Regions from separate parts of the Salmo salar genome. Here region 1 is linked to region 2. The links are chromatin contacts, called in public Hi-C maps. All regions are on one chromosome and are shown on one strand. The core of a region is the stretch at or near the end of the contact, and the rest is flanking DNA. Distances in the headings are between cores, read along the strand shown.

The links. A called contact is a pair of places that touch in the nucleus more often than the background predicts.
Region 1: a Hi-C map of gill shows a contact between it and region 2, with 3 times the contacts expected there. The contact joins the promoter of LOC106563143 here to the enhancer-like site in region 2. A contact is called at or near these places in 2 of 3 Hi-C or Micro-C datasets (gill and muscle).

The regions. Positions count from the first base shown.
Region 1 is chrssa11:74,201,092-74,207,084 of Ssal_v3.1, forward strand. It overlaps LOC106563143 (erbin), which reads right to left and starts at 3,026. Exons shown (of 28, transcript XR_001319187.2): 1 at 2,374-3,026. It also overlaps the pseudogene LOC106563149.
Region 2 is chrssa11:74,147,007-74,153,447 of Ssal_v3.1, forward strand. All of the region lies in intron 2 of LOC106563143 (erbin), which reads right to left. Among protein-coding and RNA genes, the nearest start is that of LOC106563143, 54 kb to the right of the region's middle. Within about 2 kb of position 3,460, at least 4 of the 13 cell types and tissues checked have an H3K27ac peak or open chromatin away from gene starts, as enhancers often do. A contact at or near this core is called in gill, where this site is marked.

The sequences.
Region 1 (5,993 bases), core at 1,776-4,275, 54 kb after region 2:
TATCTGACTTCAGTGCCTTCAAGACAACTGGAAACTCCAAAAATAAAAAAGAACCGGTCATCCATCTTGGAAATCCAAGTCGGAAACTCTGGCATCTTTCTAGAGCTCTGACTTTCTGACCTGAAAAGCACCGACGTCATGATCTGACCTCTTTCACTTGACCTCAGTCATTTTCTATTAAAAAGGTATCTTTACTTTTACTAAAGAATGACAATTGGGTACTTTTTCCACCACTGCCAAAATACAAGTGGCCTACTTCCTTATAGCAAGGCTTGGTTGGTCAAATCTGATTATACAATCAAATCACCCTCATACATTTTCTTATTAAACCTTGCATTGGTAACCGGTATGAACATGCCAGGAAAGGAAATGCTACAGCCTACACTTTGCCTACAAGACTTCAACAAAACCATGGTCAGTCTAAAACCAAAATCACAATCAATCTTACCAACAAGCCTAGTCAAAGAACAAATAATTCAACATGGGCCAAATTTGAATTGGCTGTTCTACAGGACTGCAATCAGAGAGGGAGCCGAGGACCATTGCGTGTAATATGTTCACTCACGTCCACTGCTGTACATTGCTATGAAATTCTAAACTACCTGTAAGAGGATGGCGCTGTTACCAAGAAGCTTAAACTTGCAGGCTAACAGAAACCAGATGGAGAGAATTTATTTGGCACATCTTAGATAGCTAACTTAATAGTTATAATCTATATAGCTGACAAACAGTACTGAATTTCATACAAGTGTAAATTGATCACCTCACTTAAGTTCTGCTGCAGGAGTGACTTACCTCACGAAGCTCCCATTTTGCTCGTTGTGCTTTTTTGTAAACAAACACGTGACTGGCTCAAATCGCTGTTTTGGGTAACCATCCCATGTCTTTTTCCAAATACCCTGGTATATACGGTATACCGCCCAAGCACCATTTTCCAGAAATGTTAATTGCAAGTCATGTCTTTCTAGTCAATATCACAACACATTTTACCAATCTGTGAGGTAAAGTTGTTAAAGTATTCAATAATTTAGCATTAGAATGTACCAGAGGCCACCAAAATTCACCCCCGTGCCTTGTCTTTCATTTTCCTGTTACCAGGATGGCTCAGATGTCAAAGCAACAGGATCACCTTTGGACAGTTCTAATAACCTGAGGTGTTAGTTTGGCCTGGGTAAGTGTGTGTGTGCTGGTGCTAAATAGTCAGCCTGATAATCCAGTGAAGATGAGCCTGCCTACCAAGAGCCTACAATCCCCTGAATCAACCTTATCTTGTTTGCTAGATTCATCACCTGCTAATTATCTAAACTCACTAACCACAAAAGCTACACAAAGCAGTCATACATTTTTAAAAAAAATTATAAATTCAAACAGGTTTTACTTGGCATAGACAAAGCATACGGTGACTCACAGGTAAAGCTTGTAATAGCCTACTTATCCAGGGTAAATACAAAATCATAGATGTTTGCATATTAAATAGAAATTCACAGCTTCATGGTTTTATAAAATGTACACCTCCCATTTTAAAATCCCAGAGTCATTGTAGGGTTTCGGTCTAGCTAGCTAATCATTCTAGAATGAGAATGTCATTGGATAACTCCATTTTTAACACTAAGGTTACCATATCAGATAAATCCGTCGTGAGATTAGCCTCACTGGCTTGCATTAAAATACATGATCAAACCCAGCAGATTAAAATTAGCCTGGCTAATCGTATTAGTAAAGGTGAAAGCTAATGAAAAAGCCAAGATGTCGAGTACAGGTCAAGACATCTGTCCTAAAACACGAACTGAAGGTATTCGGCACATGAAGTGATTAACAACATGCATTTAATCTCGTTATTTACAGTTCTATTGGCCTCTTATTTCCTTCCGCATTATACTGATTGTCAATAAAGAGGTCTCATGCCTTTATCTGTGTCACGCCTATGGAACGACTGCATTATCCAATATGTTAGCCAGCATGAAACATTGTCAGATAGCAATTAATTGGGTTGTTGGTCGCCTACTAGCTAGTAGGGTTAGGGTTACATAGTTAAAACAGAAAGTACACGGTAGATTTGACATTCCAGTTTAGGAAAACAAAAACAATAGTAATTGTCAGATTGTGATATTCCAGTCTGTAAAACTAACAACAACCTATCTAGTTTGCTATAACAGAATATAGCTAACTAGCCAAAGCCATTCCATTAGTAATTGTGAGCTTGCCAACACTTTCGTAAGGAAATCCACCTGTGAAGAGTGCAAGTTAGCGAGAACACACACACAGACACACACACCAAGAACCACACTAGCCAACCGCTAGTTTGCTAGCTAGCTAACGCGTTACAGCAAAGTGGTAATGGTAGAACAAGTGTTGTTAACTGATTTCACTTACCGTAAAATAATGTCAAATTTGTTATAAAGTCCGGAAATTGCTTAAAAACCACGAAACTTTTCAACTGTATAAATTCGCTGGCCGACTACGTTTTCCCCTTCAAGCATCCACTCAAAGTACACTTAGCGTTAGCTAGCTAGATAACTGGCTAGCTATCCAGTTAGCAAACGCATTCTTTCGCGAGAGACCAATCCCCTCGAAAGTTGTTTAGCATTCCGAGTTTGCGTCTCGCTGAAAAACAGTGTCCAGTGTGTCAGACAAACAAAAAGTAATGACTAAAATAAACGTGGGACACACAAGTATTCGATTTGATAAGATATTTGGGTTAAAAATATAAAAAGGAACATTAAAATGAATCCAAAATGTCCACAACAGCCAATGAAATTGCTACAAGCAACAACAAAAAAATCCACCACCACGAAAGAAGAATCCTTTCCTTTGAAGAACGCCGCGCCGAAATGTTTTCAATCCTAATCTCCCGTTCTTTTTGCCATTCAAAAAATTATACATACATCTTGTTTGTAGTAAAAACACGCTACAATTCACGACGAAACACAGAGTTGGCCACAGACTGTCAAGCCAACACCAGTGTATGCTGCTGTATCGTTGGCCCAGTCAGTAAATCCAGTGGGGGCAACGACAACCCTGCATCTGATGGGCATGTTGATGTAACCAATGAAACTGGTGTATCAGTCGTTTGTAAATTATGTTCACCAATACGCTTTGTGGAGAGGTAGCTAGGACATATTTTACAGTATATTTTTCGCTGTTATGATACTTACTGCTCACAATTACTTGGAAGGTTATTTTAGATGTTATTTTACAAAAGAAAACAATGTACATTTGTTGTTGTGTGAACAAGACTTGCATTAGGTCCATTGAGGGATATGCACATGACAAAGGGGTACAGTCAGTCAAACAGAGTAAAGCGATGATAGTGATGGAATGTGTCACTGATGCATAATCATAATCGAGTTATTTTCCCTCCCTTCTTTGATGTAATAACCGCTGATACCATTTGAATAGATTAAAGTAATTATCCACTGATCCCCTGTGAAGATACATTGGGAAATAAGCGTTGTTGTGACATGACATAAATAATTACTCCCAAATACAACAGAGAGACTGAAGAGCATCAATGTAGCTAAAAGTGCAATAGTATATACTGCATTTGAACGAATATGAACTGCATTTGAAAGAATATGTTTTAGACATCACCTTGTGGGCAAATTCGATTTGAAATTGAGATTTTTCTACGATGTTCCAGCCTTTAGCCAGAGAGTGGTTTCCCAGACCAGGAACACATCTACCTCTGGACTGAAAAGCATGTCCAACTGAGAATCTCCATTGAAGTGCTTTTTAGTTTTAATCTTCATCCCGACCCTGGAAACTGGCCATAATGTACAATGGTCAGTGTGATGTATGATGTTCTGTCTCCCTCTTGTGGACACACACACACACACACACACACACACACACACACACACACACACACACACACACACACACACACACACACGCACGCACGCACGCACGCACGCGCGCACACACACACACATACATACATACACACAAAACAGTATTTGTATTAATTAAGGATTCCCATTAGCTGCTGCCAATCTTCCTGGGGTCCAAACACATTAAGGCACATAACAAAAAAAAAAAAAACAGTACATAATATGTCATTACACCACTACATATCATCACACCACTCCCTGTATACCAAGACTGCGTGGCATCACACAGTTCCCACTCCAATATCATCAAGTTCGTTGACCCCTTACAAAACAGATTGCAGTTTTGAAACTGTGGTAAAAGTGCAGTAGCTGCAGTTGACAGGTATTTTGGACGCAGTAATTGCAGAATACTGCACCCTAAGTGCACTTACACTGCAAAATTACAGCAGAATTTTTATTTGATTTTGGACACAGTATTTTCAGCTCTACTGCACACTAACTGCCGTTATACTGCAGTGTACTGCAGTTATACTGCACTCTGACTGCAATCTTTTTTCATAAGGGACAACACGACAGTAGTAGGCCTGATTACCAACAATGACGAGAGAGCCTAGGCACTCTGACGGTATGGTGCCAGGTAAACAACCTCTCCCTCAACGTCAGCAAAACAAAGGAGCTGATTGTGGACATCAGGAGGATCCAGGCTGGGCATGCTCCCATCCTCATCAACGAGACTGCCGTGGAGACGGTCAAAAACTTCAAGTTCCTTGGCATACACGTCTCAGAGGAGCGGAAATGGTCAAACCACACAGACACTGAAGAAACTCTGCCTGTCCTCGAGGGCCCTCACAGTGTTCTACAGGAGCATCATTGAGATCATACTGTTGGGTGCATCACAGCCTGGTACAGCAACTCCACCGCCGCTGACCGCAAGGCTCTACAGTTGGTACGTTCAGCCAAATGAACCACTGGATGCACACTGCCTGCCCTCCAGGACACCTACAACACCAGGTGCCGCAGGATGGCCAAGAAGATCATCAAGGACATCAGACACCTGAGCCACGGGCTGTTCTCCTCGCTTCCATCACTCAGATGTGGGCAGTATAGGAGCATCATGGCAAAAACTGTCAGAGTGCCAGTAGCTTCTACCCCCACACCATCAGGCTGCTGAATAGCCACTAGGCATCTAGATACCTGCTCCCCCTGTTCCCCTCCTGCCCCCCGGACTTCCTAATAATCTATCTACAACACAAAATGTATGTCTCTTCACATTCCGCGTTGTTCCATAAGGTGTAGTTAATCTGTTTTATTTAATCGAGCTTGTTTTGATAGTCTGACCATTGAAAAGACAAAAAGCAGAAGGACTGTTATTTCATTAATTCACAAACAGCTTCTTTTTTATTTAACCTTTAACTAGGCAAGTCAGTTAAGAACAAATTCTATTTACAATTTACAGCTTAGTGGTAGTAACAAGGGTTATTATGATTAAAGTACTTTTCACTGAAAACATAACACATGTATTGTCATCTTTTTGAGATAACTTTTCACATTGACCAAGTAAAAATAACCATACTTTTGCAGTTGCCTTTTCTGTTCCAAGCTTTGTCAGTATGTAAGACTGAAAATATAACATCAAATACCAAGGTAGCACAGCATTTCTCACACAAAAACAAGCCGTTTTAAGTGAGTGAACACTCCCACCTTACTATTATAGTGCTCAAACAATTAACACAATACAACATGGCAACTCCAATACAATAACATCAGGTATATCAACTGTATAAAAAGAAAAACATATTGTCATCTGGAGTGAGAGCGATAGGGGGGGTCAGTGATGACCATTCATTGTTCCCTCAGCTTTGGCCAATCCCTTGCATTGAAAGAACGCATCCTGGCAAGGTTCACGACCCAGGAAGGTCTTCAGCATGTCCCTTCCATCGACAGAGCCACCAGCCTCCAGATTCACCCTCTTGTACTCCTTCACCACCTGATGATAAGATGGGCATACAGAACATGTCAGTCAAAAGAAACTTAATGCTTAAATGCAAGATATTCCTCTCTACTAGAGTGTGTGGGTACATAAGAGTAAATCATGATAAATTGTGTACAGTGCCTTGCGAAAGTATTCACCCCCTTGGCATTTTTCCTATTTTGTTGCCTTAC
Region 2 (6,441 bases), core at 2,210-4,709:
CTGTCAGCCATCAGCGGCTGTTGTGTTGATTTCACACACGAGCACACACACAACCCTAAGGGCCTGTCAGCATCCTACATTGTGAGTAATCAGGTATATCAGAGGACAACAGTGTGTGTGTGTGGAGGTCTGGACTCCATTCACAGCAAGATGGAGTAGCTGGCTGACTACTTAAAAGGTTATTCATGACGCAGAGAGCCAGAGAGCGTGTAGGAGGAGAGAGGGATAGGTGTTGAAGATGAGGTGCATGAAGGGAAGGGCGAATGTGACTGATGTATGTGAGGAGGAGAGGGGCGACGTGAAGAAGAGAGGAAGAGGGATGCGTGCGAACGGCAGAGAGAAGGAAACGTCAGGTCAAAAGGAAGGCAGCGCGCCAAGAGATGACGAACATACTTCAATCGCAGAGGTGAGGCCGGACGAGAGAAGGACGGACACAGAAACTAAAGCAGGAGAATGGAGGAATAGGTTACATACAAGGAGAGAGAGAGAGTGCAGTACACTGAAGAAGAGCAGGTGGATGGGGGGGAAGGGTGATGGGGATAGGAAGGGTAGGCTAAGGCTAAGCTACAGTGTTAGCATAGCGAGAGAGCCTTAATCAGAGTTAGTGCTAGCTAGCTTCCTGAGGACATACGCTGCCTGATAGGCTGCTCTCATTAACAAGAAACGTACACTGCCTGTTGCCTCACCACAGTGCAACATGGTTTAGCTAGCCTCTGGGGGCTGATGCAACCTTCAATACCTGCCCTGGTCCACAAAACGTTCCCCAGGCCTTGCCGTTGGCGAGAGCCTTCATGTTCAGAGCATTTCCAGACATGCTAAGCTCTCTGTACTAGCCGATTTTCCCTCTACGTACTCATTTACATGTCTACAGTGACCCTCATCCTCCACACCAACTGCAGCCCTCATTGTCCACATACAACACCCGTTCTGGCAGTCACATTCTGTTAAAGGTCCCCAAAGCACACACATCCCTGGGTCGCTCCTCTTTTCAGTTCGCTGCAGCTAGCGACTGGAACGGGCTGCAACAAACTCACACTGGACCATTTTATCTCCATCTCTTCATTCAAAGACTCAACCATGGTCACTTACTGACAGTGGTGGCTGCTTCGCGTGATGTATTGTTGTCTCTACCTTCTTGCCCATTGAGCTGTTGTCTGTGCCCAATAATGTTTTTTTGCTGCTACCATGTGCTGCTGCCATGTTGTGTTGTCATGTGTTGCTGCCTTGCTATGTTGTTGTCTTAGGTCTCTCTTTATGTAGTGTTGTGGTGTCTCTCTTGCCGTGATGTGTGTTTTGGCCTATATTTTTTTTTTTATCCCAGTTCCCCGTCCCCGCAGGAGGCCTTTTGGTAGGTCGTCATTGTAAATAAGATGTTGTTCTTAACTGACTTGCCTAGTCAAATAAAAGGTTAAATAAAACAAATATAGAATAAACAAATCATTTTTAAAAGTAGTACGTGTGTCAATAATAACTGCGTTAAGTAACAGTGGCGTGGCTAAAGTGAGAGGTGTGTCAATGGCCGTGGGTTTAAAAATACACCATATGCATATAAACTCCTTGCAGGCCTCTGCGTGTTTGGTTGTGTAAGTTTTTTTGTGTCTGTATGCGGGTGTCTGTCACTGGTCCGGTGTAATGGTGAATGAACTGGGTCAAAGGGCAGGTCATTAGTCTCCCCCATCTCTCCTCCTCTCCTCGGAGCAGTAAAAGCTCTTTCCCCTTCAGACAGTAACCCACCGTCTCGTAGGTCAGTGGCGTCGTCATGGCAACTGCTGTTAGGGGCGGCTAAAGAGACCCCCCCACCCACCCCACCCCACCCCTTACATACACAGTGTGGTAGAAACCTGCTCTGTGTTGAAGGAGTGAGATCCTTCAGTTCACATTCTTCCAAACTGCCCTGGTGATGTTGACTATTTTCGGTGTTAAACACAGGCAATTATTTAAGCTAGGACACGCAAACATACAAAACGCACACACAAAAATTGGCACCTGCTGTAGTTGCCTTATCCTAACATAGCTCAAGTGGCCAATAAAGCTGGTGAATTAGAAAAGGGGGTAGCTAGGTGAGAGGCAGGAGGAGGAGAGAGCGGTTATCTCCCACTGCAGTACTCTGCCATCGGACAGACATGTCCCCGGTGCCGGAGTCAGTGGTCTGGACAGAGAGGATGGGGTGATAAAGGAGGCAGGAGGGGTTGCAGCTGACCTGGAACCTGAGCAGATAGAGAGAGCTTCCTGTCTCCAGGGCTACCATTCATCTCCCCATCTCTCACTGTCTGTGTGTTCATGTTCACACGCACTCTGGGCATGTGCAGATCTCCCAACAGTCTCTGCCGGCCAACTGAGACTCGCTGACCCACTTCAAGTTCATCCACTGAAATACACTGGGAACCAATTACACAACACTCCGGTTAGCTCCCTCTCTAACCTAACCTAACCTTAGGGGGAGATAGGGGTTCATTTGCGACTGGGTGTCCCTGGCTGTTTCCCAAAATGGCACCCTATTCCCTTTATAGTGCCATACTTTTGAACAGGGCCTATCAGGAATAGGCTGCCATTTAGGACCCATCTGAGCTGTTCAAATGAGAGAAGGGAAGTAGTTGGTGAGTAGTGCGTGTTTGTGTGTAGAGCGGAAATGTGAGGCGCACAGCGTCTGATGTGACAGGATAGCGTTATTTATAGAAGGTAGCAGCATTTATCTGGTTAATATGCTAGAATGTGATTAGACTAGAAGTCTTGCAGTCTTACGGAAGGAGCTTTTTGATCCTGATTCTGTAGGCTGCTGCAGGAATGCTGCCTGCCTGCTGGGTCAATGACAAAACTCGTCACCCAGAGAATTAGGCCCAAAGAAAAGAGAAAAAGAAAGTAGGAGAAAAAAAAAGAAATCCTACGGTGGGAGGGAGGCTGCTAGAAGAAGAGAGGAAAGAAAAGGCTGCTTCCTCAATGTGAAGGAACAGCGGAGTGCCAATGGCTAGGAGGCCTGGCTAGCTGCCATGTAGTTTCATGATTTCACCGCAGACAATGCAGTCTTCTTGATAATGAACTTGTTCACAAACACTGTAGTACACTTCCATTGAAGCGTCTGTCATGCCAAACAATTCCTTAGAAGATGGCTGAAGTAGAAACAGAAAAGTAGCCAGGTTAAAGCCAAGCTGATGTTGAATGAAATCAAAATGCAGCTAATGTTAGGTGACATTAGATCAGGACTACTTGTTGAGGTCCGAAACCCCGGTGAGTGTCACCTCGGTCCGTAACCCCGGTGAGTGTCACCTCGGTCCGTAACCCCGGTGAGTGTCACCTCGGTCCGTAACCATTTACATTTACGTCATTTAGCAGACGCTCTTATCCAGAGCGACTTACAACCCCGGTGAGTGTCACCTCGGTCGCCCGGTGAGTGTCACCTCGGTCGCCCGGTGAGTGTCACCTCGGTCACCCGGTCACCTCTGCACTGGATTCACCCCCAGCAGGCACCACAGGAGAGGTGCAGGCAGCTCCTCAATAATTCAGAGGATGATATTGGGTTAGGGAGGTCCACACACACACACACAAGTAGGCCTACTACTAAACACACGGTACACACACACACACACACACACACATCCAGCGCTTCCTCAGCTTACCACTCTGGCCAAGAACACAACCGCACTCAAGTCTCCACTGAGGCACTCGACAACGTGGGAATGCACTAGAAAGGCCCCAGAGTGGAGAAAATAGAAGTGACTTTCAATGGAAATGGGTGGAAAGATGACACTGTTGTAGGTATCAGTGGCAGCAGCATGGGGCCCGAGCGGAACCGGCTCTTCCAGTTTCCAAGGTTTTGGTTCTCACCAGTGTCCTCGATTCTCTGCGGTCTTATGGGACCGGGGAGAACAAAACCATGATTGTTTCCTTTGAATCTCTGGTGCAATGAGGCTTAGTAATCTGATCTTGGTGACAAACACAAAGGGTGGGGGACGAACTGAAATGAAATTGAAACTGTAGAAATGATAATGGACGTATATTCATAGAGTTTGACTGCTCTAATAATCCCTGTGCACTGTCTATGGATCTACATGTGTCCTGCTTCTTGATTGTCCAGCGCTTTAATAATCACTAGACAGTCAGGGAACATAGAAAATTACAAAAATGGTGACGATGCGGCCCAGGGGGAAAATGAGTTCGACACCCCTACTCTAAAAGCATCTTCCTCCCCCTCTACAGTTCACATACACACTAACCTTCTCACGCCGGGCTAGCTAGAAGACTAGATTCTCTCTCCCACACACACACACACACACACACACACACACACAGACACTTGATACATGTGGATCTCTCTTTATGATTGACTTCTCCATTGGAATGTTTTCACTAACACCATGTCTTGGTTCTGTCACTCACTGGCACAACATGTTTATGTATCTCTCGTTCACCCTCTCCCCTTCCTCCCTTCTCCTCCCCCTCGGTCTCCCTCGCTAGGATCTGGCAGCAGTCCTTCCTTCAGTATCAGAAAGGTCTTGGAACACTGGGTTTTAACTGAGGATGTAGTCGCAGGCTAATGTTGCAGCACACACCACTATGAGACATCGTTGATTATGCCATTCCATACGGCCCAACTAACAGCCATCCTCATATAAAACACTACATAGCCTACCTAACAAGATAATAGTGATGGGGGGGGGGGGGAATCTACACAGTTCCATATTGGGATATTATTTTTGACAATATATCGTATTGTTTTGACAATATCGCAATATTTCTGTGCTAGATTGCTGTACCTGCACTAAAACAAGGCACTTTTATTTCCATGACTGATCAAAACGTGTTTTGTCAGGGCTCTCTCGTCCCATGGCAGCAGACATATGGTGAGAAATATGCTCGTGACATTGAATCGTGTATAATAAAAAATAAATCACATTATCGAATCGCAATACATATAGAATCGTGAGAGTCGCAATACATATCGCATCGGATACCGAAATATCAGGATATAATTTTCATGCGGTCGCTGGCAATTCCAAGCCCTAGAAGATAAGATTTCCAATACTGCCTAATTTGAGCAGCAAACTGACCCGGGTACGTCTTCATTTCAATTCCCTTTGAGATGCCCATCATAATTATTCTGTTCAATAACTCCCAGTACGTTAACGCTGCTTTAGACATGCATGGCCCCGGGCAGAGGAATGCAGCCTTATAGCTTTCACCTTATTGGTTCAGTCTCTCAAAGCTCTGGGGTCGCCAGGATGTCATAGCAGCCCGAGACTGGTAATACACAGGCACAGATCGGCCAATCAAACATAAACACTGCATGTTTGATTGACAGCCTGTCAGGCTTTTTTGTAGGCTTAGAATACACACAAATACAGATTGAATTCCAATGCTCAAAGCACTTCACATGGAAGCGCAATGGAGAGAATTCACCTCATCCACCACAATGCAACACCAACCTGAAGCCTCTCAAGCTGGCTAGTCCAAGCTACATCTTTATTAGCAACACAGGAGGATTTGCCCACTACCCAGTGGGTCCTTTTGACTGACATTTGGGGAAACACTGGTGTCAGTCCTAAACCAAGTTAGAGTTAAAATTACAAGAGCATGGGAAACACATGGTCTTGTTAAGCTCACTTAGTAAAGAAAATGTGTGTGTGTGTGTGCTTGCTTTCTAAATGGCAGAAACATGAGAGCATTGGTCAATCACACCACGTCCAAAGGCCAAAGCCACAGACAAAAATATGAGATAAGAGAGCACGTTAAATCGCACTGGATATCATCCACAGATCTAAATGTCAAAGTGGAGTCTCTACTGCACAGATAGCGGACTCCCTCTGCACAACACAAACTGAGCCCTTCATTTGTTAGAGCAATGCAAGATGAAATGCAGCTCGTAAAAGAGCATTGAAACGCCATTAAAAACAAACAAGTAAATGACAAACAAGTAAATACAAAAATCATGAGGCGGCCACCAACTTGTTTCTATCCTGATATGGCAAAATGTTTAGGCCCAATTTGCAGATTAACATGCATAGGACACACCTTGTTGACCGCAAGACCAGTGTTTCTTAAATCGTGGTCCTGGGGACCCAAAAGGGGTGTACACTACTGTTCAAAAAATTTGGGGTCACTTAAAAATGCCCTGGTTTTTTGAAAGAAAAGCACATTTTTTGTCCATTAAAATAACATGAAATTGATCAGAAATACAGTGTAGACATTGTTAATGTTGTAAATGACTACTGTAGCTGGAAACGGCTGATTTTTAATGGAATATCTACATAGGCGTACAGAGGCCCATTATCAGCAACCATCACTCCTGTGTTCAAATGGCACGTTGTGTTTTGCAATTATTTTAGCACAGCTGAAAATTGTTGTTCTGATTAAAGAAGCAATAAAACTGGCCTTCTTTAGACAAGTTGAGTATCTGGAGCATCAGCATTTGTGGGTTCGATAACAGGCTCAAAATGGCTAAAAACA